Linked DNA regions of Mus musculus: region 1 is linked to region 2. The links are chromatin contacts, called in public Hi-C maps. All regions are on one chromosome and are shown on one strand. Each heading gives the region's core, a stretch centred on a gene start, on an enhancer-like site or on the middle of the called end of the contact. The rest is flanking DNA. Distances are from core to core; before and after follow the strand shown. Region 1 has its middle 22 kb from the start of Gm33489. Region 2 has its middle 14 kb from the start of Gm2233.

Region 1 (4,647 bases), core at 1,889-4,388, 100 kb before region 2:
AAAGCCTCTGGGACTTCAGGTTTCATGGGGTAAAGACAAATTTCCCCATTCTTATCTAAACAGAAGAATTCCACCCGCTCCGGCTCCATCTTCCTAGAATCTTTATGCATCTCTTCCTTCTAGCAGCTCCTCCTCTTTCCTTCCCCTCCTCAGCGGAGAGCTATAGAGAAGCAAGTTGCTTTGGTAAACTCCGTCATCCCTCTCAAGCATATATTGAGCATCTGCGGCACACCAAGCACTGTATGCTAATGTGATAATGGGAAAGACAGGCCAAGTGGAAACACTGCTATCTAAGGAATAAAGAATAAGCATTGGGCTAGCAAGAGGCCATCTCTCACACAGCCCTGCCTCCTCTACCAGGGTTCACTGAGATTCATGGGAATCTGGAACCCAGTTGAGCGAGCACTGAACTCTGCCGGCAGACTTTTCTCCGGCCTGTTTTTGCGTTTGCTCGTTCGCCCCTGAAACAGCAGGTGTGATGTCCTTTACCTTAAACATGCTTGCCAGTAGTAACCTCTGACCTCCCAGAAACTGCTTGGCCTTTCTAAAATACACGGAATTTTAATTTGCTCATTCTTTTTTTTTTTTTAACCATCAAAAGATAATTAAATTACCACTGTTTTAATTAAAATAGCATTGTTGGCAAGGATGTCATTGTTTCCCAGTCCTCTATTGCACCATTCCTCAAAGGTATAGCTGAGGTGCGAGGTGAAGACATTCCTTCCTCTAGCCTCAACTCTCAGTGAAGATGATGTACCTCACCAGGCCACCTAACCTTGAGGGTCAAGAGCACAGGCAAGACCCTCTAAGCTACAAACCTGTCACTACTACCACAAGGCCAAAGGCTGATGCTGCTCACAGTCTAACTTGACTTATTTTCCCCTTCTTCTCAATTGGCCTCTCTTCCAGGGGTGAAGCCTTGGAAGCACATGGATAGCCAACTCCCTACAACACTCTTCCTGCTGAATTCTGAAAGTGTGGTCAGGATTCTCAGGAATCTTTAGACGCAGGCAAACAAGGCAAAGGGAATCCAAGCTATTTTAGGAAAGTTTTTCAAAGATGGAGAAAACCACAAAAGGTCCCTTTAGCATTGTTATCTACAGTAAGAAGAGAGGCAGACACCAGGTGTGCTGATGTGATTGGAATGGAAGCTTTGGCTGATGAGGCCCAGGTTGAGATAATTAAGAAAATGAAGCAGGGTTTCCTCTAGGATGCTAGTGCTGACTTTGAGCTAGAATGGTCAAGAAGATTCCAGAAAGCAGAAAAGCCTTTACCTGCTGCTGTTCCACAGTGAGGCCTTTCATTTACTACAGATCTTTAGGAATGCTGTAGCGAGCCTAAACCTTAAAGTGGAGAGGAGACATCTGAGCAGAGGGGCTTCTGGCTCAGACCTGGGTCTTGGGTCTTGTACCTTAACTGTTTGTTTATTTTTATTGGGCTTTCCAGACGCAAGCCCTCCTCAGGAACTCTGGGAAGCACAAAGAAGAAAGATGCTGGGACAGGGTAAATCTCAGGGGAGGGATCAGGGAGGGGACATCTGGGATGTGACTTATATAATCTCTGAGTTTCCTCTAGACAGCTGCTGTTGTCCTGTCCAGAGGCTGAAAAAAACCAGAGCATCTTTGCTTCCTTCCTGCCCGCCATTCATTGGTCAAAAACTATCATTTATGAAAGGAAGCCAACTCTCACCATTGTCCTTTCAAGATAGTACCAGAAGCCTGAGCATAGTCTCCTGACAAAGGAACATGGGGGTTCCTTGGGATACCTGGACCTAGAGTACCCCCAAAGTGTGAAAGGGTCCCAACAGCAAAGTTGGCTGCAGTTGGTTCCCTGGCTGCAGGAGCTATGGCCAGAGTGTGTCCCCCATTCCTTAAGTCTGTGTGTAGATGTCTCAGTCTCCACGGTGACTATTTGGATGTGAGATCTTTAGGATGGAATTCAAATTAAATAAGGTCACAAGGGTGGGCCCCAATCTAGTAGGGCTGTTGGTCTTACAAGAAGAGAAGGGGACAGCAGAGGTCTCTGTCCCTTCAGAGGAAGAGAGAAAGGGACATGTGAAGACACAGCCAGAAGGCAGCCAGGGAGTGTGACCAGGATCTGCAGTTGAATGGCATTTGGTCGTGGATTTCTGAGCCCCTAGAACTGTAAGAAATGAATGCCTGCTGTTTAAGCCACCTGATCTGTGACATTTTGCTAGAACAGCACAAGCGGACTAAGAACGATGCAGTAACCCTTAGCTGGTTCATCACAATATCCGTGAGAGAGCTCTGCTAAGACAGTCTGCAGTCCCAGGTACAGTGGGATCCAAGTGGCCACTCCTAATCTGCCATTCCTTAGCCCCTGCCATTGGTACAACAGTTAGGGTCCACTTGAGATCCTCTGGGTTTCGCCTCTTGCTTCTTTACCTTAACTTGCTTCAGTAACTAACCTTGCTTGATAGCATAGAAGTGGGACATACCAGGAGGGTATTCAGTATACGGCCATTCCTCCCCTACTGCTCAGTCAACCTACAAGGAATGAGAAGCCAAAGAACCAACCTGTACCCCAACTCCCTGCTCATTCTTCAGTTTGGAGAGGCTGCAATGAGGCAGGAACCTTCTAGAGGACAGGAGTCTGGTTATCCTGCTCATGTGACAATTAGGTGACAGTTGTTAGCAACCAACCACCTAGACTCTACTGAGCCCAGCACTACAGGGCAGAGGCTTCAAAAGCCACAGACTGTATTCTCTAGCAGAGGGGACAGTGCCTCGTGGGGTCTGAAGCCCAGCTGTTGACTTCTGGATCTGGCCTGCCTCTCATCGGCCAGCAGCTTCAGAGAGGAAGAGAGAGGTCCCGCTGCAGACAGAGACCTGGAATCAGTTTTGTCTCGTCCTCCTCCATGTCCAGGGCATACATAGGAAGAAGTGTGGAGCAGACAGACAGAAATGGACGGCTTTATCCAGGTGCACACCTCACTGGTTCTGTCAGCCACGACCGGGCCCCCGGGTCTATGTTAAATCCACTTCCTCAGACTAAAAATAACCATTCACAAGCAACAAACGTCAAAGTATTTTTAGCACACTTCAGACAACCAACCTTCCTGTTAGACTTCGGCTTTTGCTCTCTGAATCGGCTGCAAGCACAACTGAAACTACCCAGAACTCTGCACCTCAAATAGGCCACGGTGACCCCAGGTGACATCTGACTGTCGATGCCAAAGAGACTTTGTACCGGGAGATTAGAATCTCTAACGGCCTTCTGCTTTCAGCTGGCAGAAAGCCAGGCGTTAAGAGAGAGGGAAGGCTCAAACATTCAGGGTGAAGAGTTCTGGCCTTCTGAAGGTCACTGGTGTGGTTTCCTGAAGAAGGTCTTAGGAACCAGAATGCGGGACGGTTGCAATAGTTACAGTGGAAAACCAAGGAAGCCTGTGACCTGGCCACACTGGCACACAGCTTCCAGGTGATGAAGACATTTCACCCTGTGATGCTAGGCAGCGAAGGAAAAGAAACTGGCCAACTGTCACCTGTCAAAGACAATTTTAGGGGTGGCAGCATAATTCATTAAGAGAGAAAAAAAAGAGTATTTTCTTTTAAACATGTATATATAGCAGGTGAACTCTAGGAAGCAACTTACATTTAACTAAACAGCAATTTGTTTCCGCCAAAGTTCTCTTCCTATAACAGGTCTACCAGGTCTTAGCTGTCTCTTGTCCCCTTCACATGTACCATTGCTCTGTGGCAGTAAGAGATTGGGGGCAAATACAGAGCTGGGCTAAGAAGCCATAATCTTTATAAAGAATGGTCCATACCACCGGGAGGCAAGAATGGGAATATTTAGGGGAAGATATGTGTAGAATAAAGAAATTGGAGAAAGACGTCTAAATGTGTGCCCTGGCCAAATGAGGTTAGTTAGGGTGGCAAAGGCGTTTTTTCTGAGACCCTATTGAAAGCGACCTGACTGTGACAACTTCATTCATCCAAAGCTAGAAAAGAAAGGCAAAGCTTCGTCTGAAGAAAGAAGCAAGAAATGGGCTCACACGCATCTTCTTGACTTTGTCTTTACCCTTCAACTAAATGTAATTTTTTTCTGCCTTTGAGTAAAAAAAAAGTCACTCCTCTCAGCATGCCAACATGGCACCCCTTCTTCTCTCCCTGAGAAGAGCATAGAGAGAGGGCAAGGGGGAGCCTGCCCAGAGATGGGGTGCTGAGACATGAGGTAATGTCTGTTCCTGAGCTATGGTTGAACCCAGAAAGAGCTTGACAGGGGCTGCAGAGAAGGGGGTGCTGGTTTCTAGACACTTCTTTATGTTTGGCCTAGGTATAGGCCAACCTTCAAAGCAAATGTCGGTTTTGGAAATGTGTGTGTGTGTGTGTGTGTGTGTGTGTGTGTGTGTGTGTGACAGAGAGAGACAGAGAGAGACAGAGACAAAGAGAGAGAGACAGGAGAGACAGAGAGAGAGAGGTAGGAAGTAGCCACCAGTCATGACGGATGATAAGATTCAACTACACCTCAGCTGCTGAACTGCGGTGGCTGGTGGTCCTTATTACCCACGCTAACTCAGATTCTGTTTCAATCAGCATCAGCACACTTGGGTTCCAATTGCTATCAATGCTTTTAGGGTCAAAGCATGCACCCCGACATCTAGGTGCACCAACCCAACCTGGAGGG
Region 2 (4,886 bases), core at 2,216-4,715:
GTCATAGTGAAACCAAGTTCCTTGAATTTCCAAATGGCCAATAAGGTTTTGGAGACTGTTGAAAACTTCTCTGGACCTGCCCTTTCAAGGATATTACACATTGCTGGTCTATGCACTATGAAGCCTTAGGTCCAGAGAAGGTACAGGTGGGATTCGGGGTACAGCGGATACATTGGCTGGTGAAGCCACTTACCTACAATATGTAAATAAAATCTCTTGAATATGGGCACAATACGAGATGAGAAGAAGAGTGGGCTAGGGCAAAGTCAGGGCCTAGCTCTCTGTTGACTGTGTTTCTGGAACTTTCTGAGAAGTCTGGTGCTCTAGAATGACTTAAAGGGACACTTGAATAGATCAGAGAACAATGTTAAACTGTTTGTCAGCTAGGTGTGTACGGTGTAAATAGTACCAGGACATAGCTATCTAAAGTCACTTCTACTCCCTGGCCCATGGGATGTGCTAATCTTTATATCACCAGCTCTCCTCTGTTTTTGGTAAGCTGACACATCTTGATTTCTGTCTCTTCCCTCTATAGAATGCTGTTAAACTTTACCATTATGAATATTCACATTGGTTTTAGTTTCTGGCTTCTTATGGCTCTGATATTGCCAAAAGGCCCAGGTGTTAAATGCTTGTTCCCAGCCTGTGGGATCATTGGAAGGTGATGAAACTTTTAGAAGGTGAGGCCAATGGTAAGAGAAAATTAGTTTATTGGCGGGCATGCCTTGAAGGGAATATTGGGACATTTGTGCCTTCCTATCCTTCTTTGTGCTCCCTTAAGGGGACCAGCTTTGTATAAAGACACACACATACATATACATGCACACACACATATGCAAATGCATACACACACATACATGCACACACACATGCACATAGACATGTATGGGTCTTCATACACATATACATATAGATAGATAGATAGATAGATAGATAGATAGATAGATAGATAGATATACACAAGCATACACACATGTACACACATATGCACACACATGTACATCCACATGCACACACAAACATATACATACAGACATGCACACATGCACACACACACACACACACACACACACACACACACACTCATGAGCTGCTGTACCACAGGCCCCAAAGCAGCAGAGGCAATTTTTTGAGGTGTGGAAACTCTGACTCTGTAAGCCAAAATAAACTTTTCTCCTTTTAAAGTTAAATGTCTCCAGTATTTTCTTAAATATGGAAAATTAGCCCAGAACAATCATAAATTAAACTGCTGTGAACACCCAGTGCACACAGTTTCACATAACTCTAGTTATGTCAAGTAGATAAAGCGCTAGAAAGGGAATTTCTGAACCTATGGGTATATAGCTTCTTAAGACTTTTGTGTAGAGAAACCCCCCTTACACACAACGTGAAAGAGAAGAGCTTTTTTCTTCCTCACTGACAACAGTTCTTTAAAATCTCTCTCAGGATCTCTCTATTTCTGCAGTGCTAGGGGCCAACCTTGGGACCTCAAACATGCTAAGCAAGCAATTAACCACCACCTTCCACTTTTGACCTGGGTTGCTTATTAACGTCAAGTGAATGAATTGTATCACAACTGAGTTACTATCAGCATGTTTCTAATGAATGGAACATTCTAGAAAATGCCCTGGCCCAAGTGTAAGATATGCAGGACTTGCTAAAGATAGTTATAAGGAAGAGACAGGTGAAGACAGAAAATAGAGAGAGACCTTCATTCCCAGCTGTGTTCAGGGTTGGTTGCATCCATCTCGAAGTCACTGGTGATCTACCCTTACCATGATACTGAAGACAATGCCCAGACCCCAGTTCTGAGGAAGACACGTGTCCATTCCTGTGAGCTTCCCCCTCAGCCTTTCTACCTGTGACCTTGTGATTTCACTTTGTCTTCTGCTGAGTTCATGGGGATGTGGATGGAATGGATGGAAGGACACTAACATCTTTCTCCTGAGAATCACGGTGGCTGTGTCATTGCTGTAATGCCAGGACCAAGGTGGGGTGGCAGAGTGGGCAGCCTGTGTGTGATGCTTCAGGCAGTCACAGGTGCAGGGAGAGATCTAAGCGTTCTCCCAAAGAATGGGATGAGGGCTCTATGACACACAGAAGCAAGGGACACTAGTTCAAGATGGAGAAAAATTAAAAACCCCAAATCGTTAGTTATCAACTTGCTTCACCCTCATATTATTAAGGATTTATTCTTGTGTGCATGCATATGCCGGTGCTATATGCATGTCTGGTACCTGCAGAAACCAGAGAGGAGTTCAGAGCCCTTGGAGGTAGAGTTCCAGATGACTGCAAGCTACCACATGGGTGATAAGGACCAAAAACCCAGGTCCTCTGCAAGAACAACAAATGCTCTTAACTGAACTGTCTCTCCATCCCTGTCAGCTGCATATTCTTCCCAGGCTGTCTCTGTCTCTCTGTCTCTCTGTCTCTCTGTCTCTCTCTGTCTCTGACTATCTCTGTCTGTCTCTGTTTCTCTCTGTCTCTGTTTCTCTCTCTCTCTCACTCTCTCTCTCTCTCTCTCTCTCTCTCTCTCTCTCTCTCTCTCGCACACACACACACACACACACACACACACACACACATACACACACACACACCACCCTAATAGGTTGCATACCATTTCTTAGCCCATCTGTCTGTGGAAACAAAATCAATATTATGTTGCACACAAAGCACCCATTTAATCTAAAAATGCATGTGTCGTTCACTTACCCACTGAAGTAACCCAAAGTCAGCATGGCTTTCAGTTCCTCTTCAGGCAGGGCTTACTTTTCTTTGTTCTCCTCCTCACAAGTGTTGAACTTGTGATTGGGCTTGGAGATAGAGAAGAAAAGCTCTAACAGGAAGCTGTAGCTTGGGGTGGGCGCCCAGGTGGAAAAAGAAACACAGGCACACACACATGCACATACATGCAAACACACACACATGCACATACATGCAAACACACACACACACACATGCACATACACATGCACACACACATGCACACATGTGCACACACACACATGCATACACATACATGCACGAACACACACACACACATATACACGCACACAAGCACAATGCATGGCCCACCTGGTACATATTTCTTTAGCTCTATTCTTTCAGTTTAGTGTAGAATAAAGGAAAAAGAATGAAGAGTACCCGTCTTAGTGCCTGTCTATGAACAATTAAGCGGGTGACAATCTCAAACTTACAGACATGTAACTATAGCAATGTCCACGCTGTCTGTTCTCTGCCTTACGGGTCCATACTTTATTTTAGTAATCTTCTATTCTTTGGTCAGTAAATTATATCCTTACATGGAACATCACAGTCTGATACGACTTTTATGTCTAAGAAGGATATTTTGGACAAAACAGCACTTAAGCAGAGCTATTCTGGGCATTAGGAACCCCTGCCATTGGAAGGATCTGAGGTTTACAGAAGTCCCCATCTGTAGCTACATTTGGCAGCCACAAGCTCAGTTCACCCATGACCACAGTGAGATGAGAGCTTTCATCACTTCCCTTGAACCCGACTTGTTAGAGCTGACATCCGCCCAGGTGGGAAACTTGTTGGATCAGTTCTGGATTCCTCTATCTCCCATATAATGACAGAGTGATGACACCAGACAGGACCTGGGTCCTTGCTGATGCTCATGCTCATGACGATTCAGATTTCTCCAGCATTCTAACCTCCCCACTCAGGACACTCCCCACATAGAATGCTCAGGCAGCCGTCAGCTCAAGGCCCTGCAATAATAGGCTGAGCTGTACAGAGTGTCTCATTACAGCCACGCTCTTTTCTTGGCAGCTCTCATTCATGCATGATCCATGCAGGAGAAGAAAGACCCATACATTTGTTCCCACATTTGGAGCAACACTTTAAGACCACTGCAGTGGCTTCTGAGGCCTCCCTGTGGTCCACAGAGGCCTTCCTTGATATTGCTCCACAGCTGAAGTCTGTCGCCTACCCAGCTCTGCTTAAGTCTCTCTAAGATTAGATGCTTTCACCAGAGGTTGTGTCCTGGTCCTGTGCAGAGGTGGGGGTACTGTGAACAGACAGATGCAGTTAGTTAAGGATGGAAACTCCAGAGACACACTGCGCATTACTGAGCCAATTCTGATGTTATTAGAGGTAGCATTCTGGACCAGATACTCTCTGCCTCTGTACCTCAACTTTCTCATCTATAAAATAGAGGTAATAATATTAATCCCATCACACTAAAAAGGAGAGAAGAAGGAAAGAGATGAGAACATACATTAAATAGTGCCTAGCACATGGAGAATTCTGAGTGAACGTTGGTTGTTCTATAACGTACATAAGCCTCTGTGCTTTCTAGAGGGTGTTCTGACTGGCTTTAACATGACACAACTTAGAACCACTTAGAGTCATCTGTGAGAAGAGCTTCAATGGAGGAGTTACCTAAATCAGACTGGCCAGTGCACATGCCAGTGGGGGGAAATATATTGACTGTTAATTGATGTAAAATATCCCAGCCCACTGTGGGTGGTACCATTCCTAGGAAGATGGCCCTGAGCCATACAAGACAACTCAGGGTTAGGGTCAGAGTACATGGCAGGTGCCCACAAGCCAACCAGCAGGCAGCACTCTCCATGTTTCCTGCTGTGCTTCATGGATGAGAAGGGATGAGAATGGATGAGAAGATGCTGTGCAGAATGGCCAGTAGATCTGCCTTCGAGTTCCTGCCTTGATGCCTTCAGCGATGGACTGTGACTTGGACTTGTAAATAAACCTAAGTTGCTTATAGTCAGAGAGGTTTTTTTTTTTTTTTTTTTTTTTTTTTTATCACAGCAACAGAAAGGAAACATGAACAGAGGGTGAAACTTGAGAAATTCAACGGCTGTGAAAAGATCTCATGTGTCTCACCTTGATCTTTG

The links. Hi-C and Micro-C count contacts between places; a contact is called where the count stands out from the background.
Region 1: a Hi-C map of double positive thymocytes shows a contact between it and region 2, with 1.5 times the contacts expected there. The contact joins two enhancer-like sites. A contact is called at or near these places in 7 of 484 Hi-C or Micro-C datasets (CD4 T cells, double positive thymocytes, liver and 3 more) and 3 of 115 datasets of contacts at active chromatin or transcription factors (embryonic stem cells, kidney and large pre-B cells).

Annotation. Positions count from the first base shown.
Region 1 is chr13:44,064,387-44,069,033 of GRCm38.p6, reverse strand. No RefSeq gene overlaps it. Among named protein-coding and RNA genes, the nearest start is that of Gm33489, 22 kb to the right of the region's middle. Within about 2 kb of position 3,138, at least 80 of the 459 cell types and tissues checked have an H3K27ac peak or open chromatin away from gene starts, as enhancers often do. A contact at or near this core is called in double positive thymocytes and pre-B cells, where this site is marked.
Region 2 is chr13:43,960,135-43,965,020 of GRCm38.p6, reverse strand. No RefSeq gene overlaps it. Among named protein-coding and RNA genes, the nearest start is that of Gm2233, 14 kb to the right of the region's middle. Within about 2 kb of position 3,465, at least 47 of the 459 cell types and tissues checked have an H3K27ac peak or open chromatin away from gene starts, as enhancers often do. A contact at or near this core is called in double positive thymocytes and pre-B cells, where this site is marked.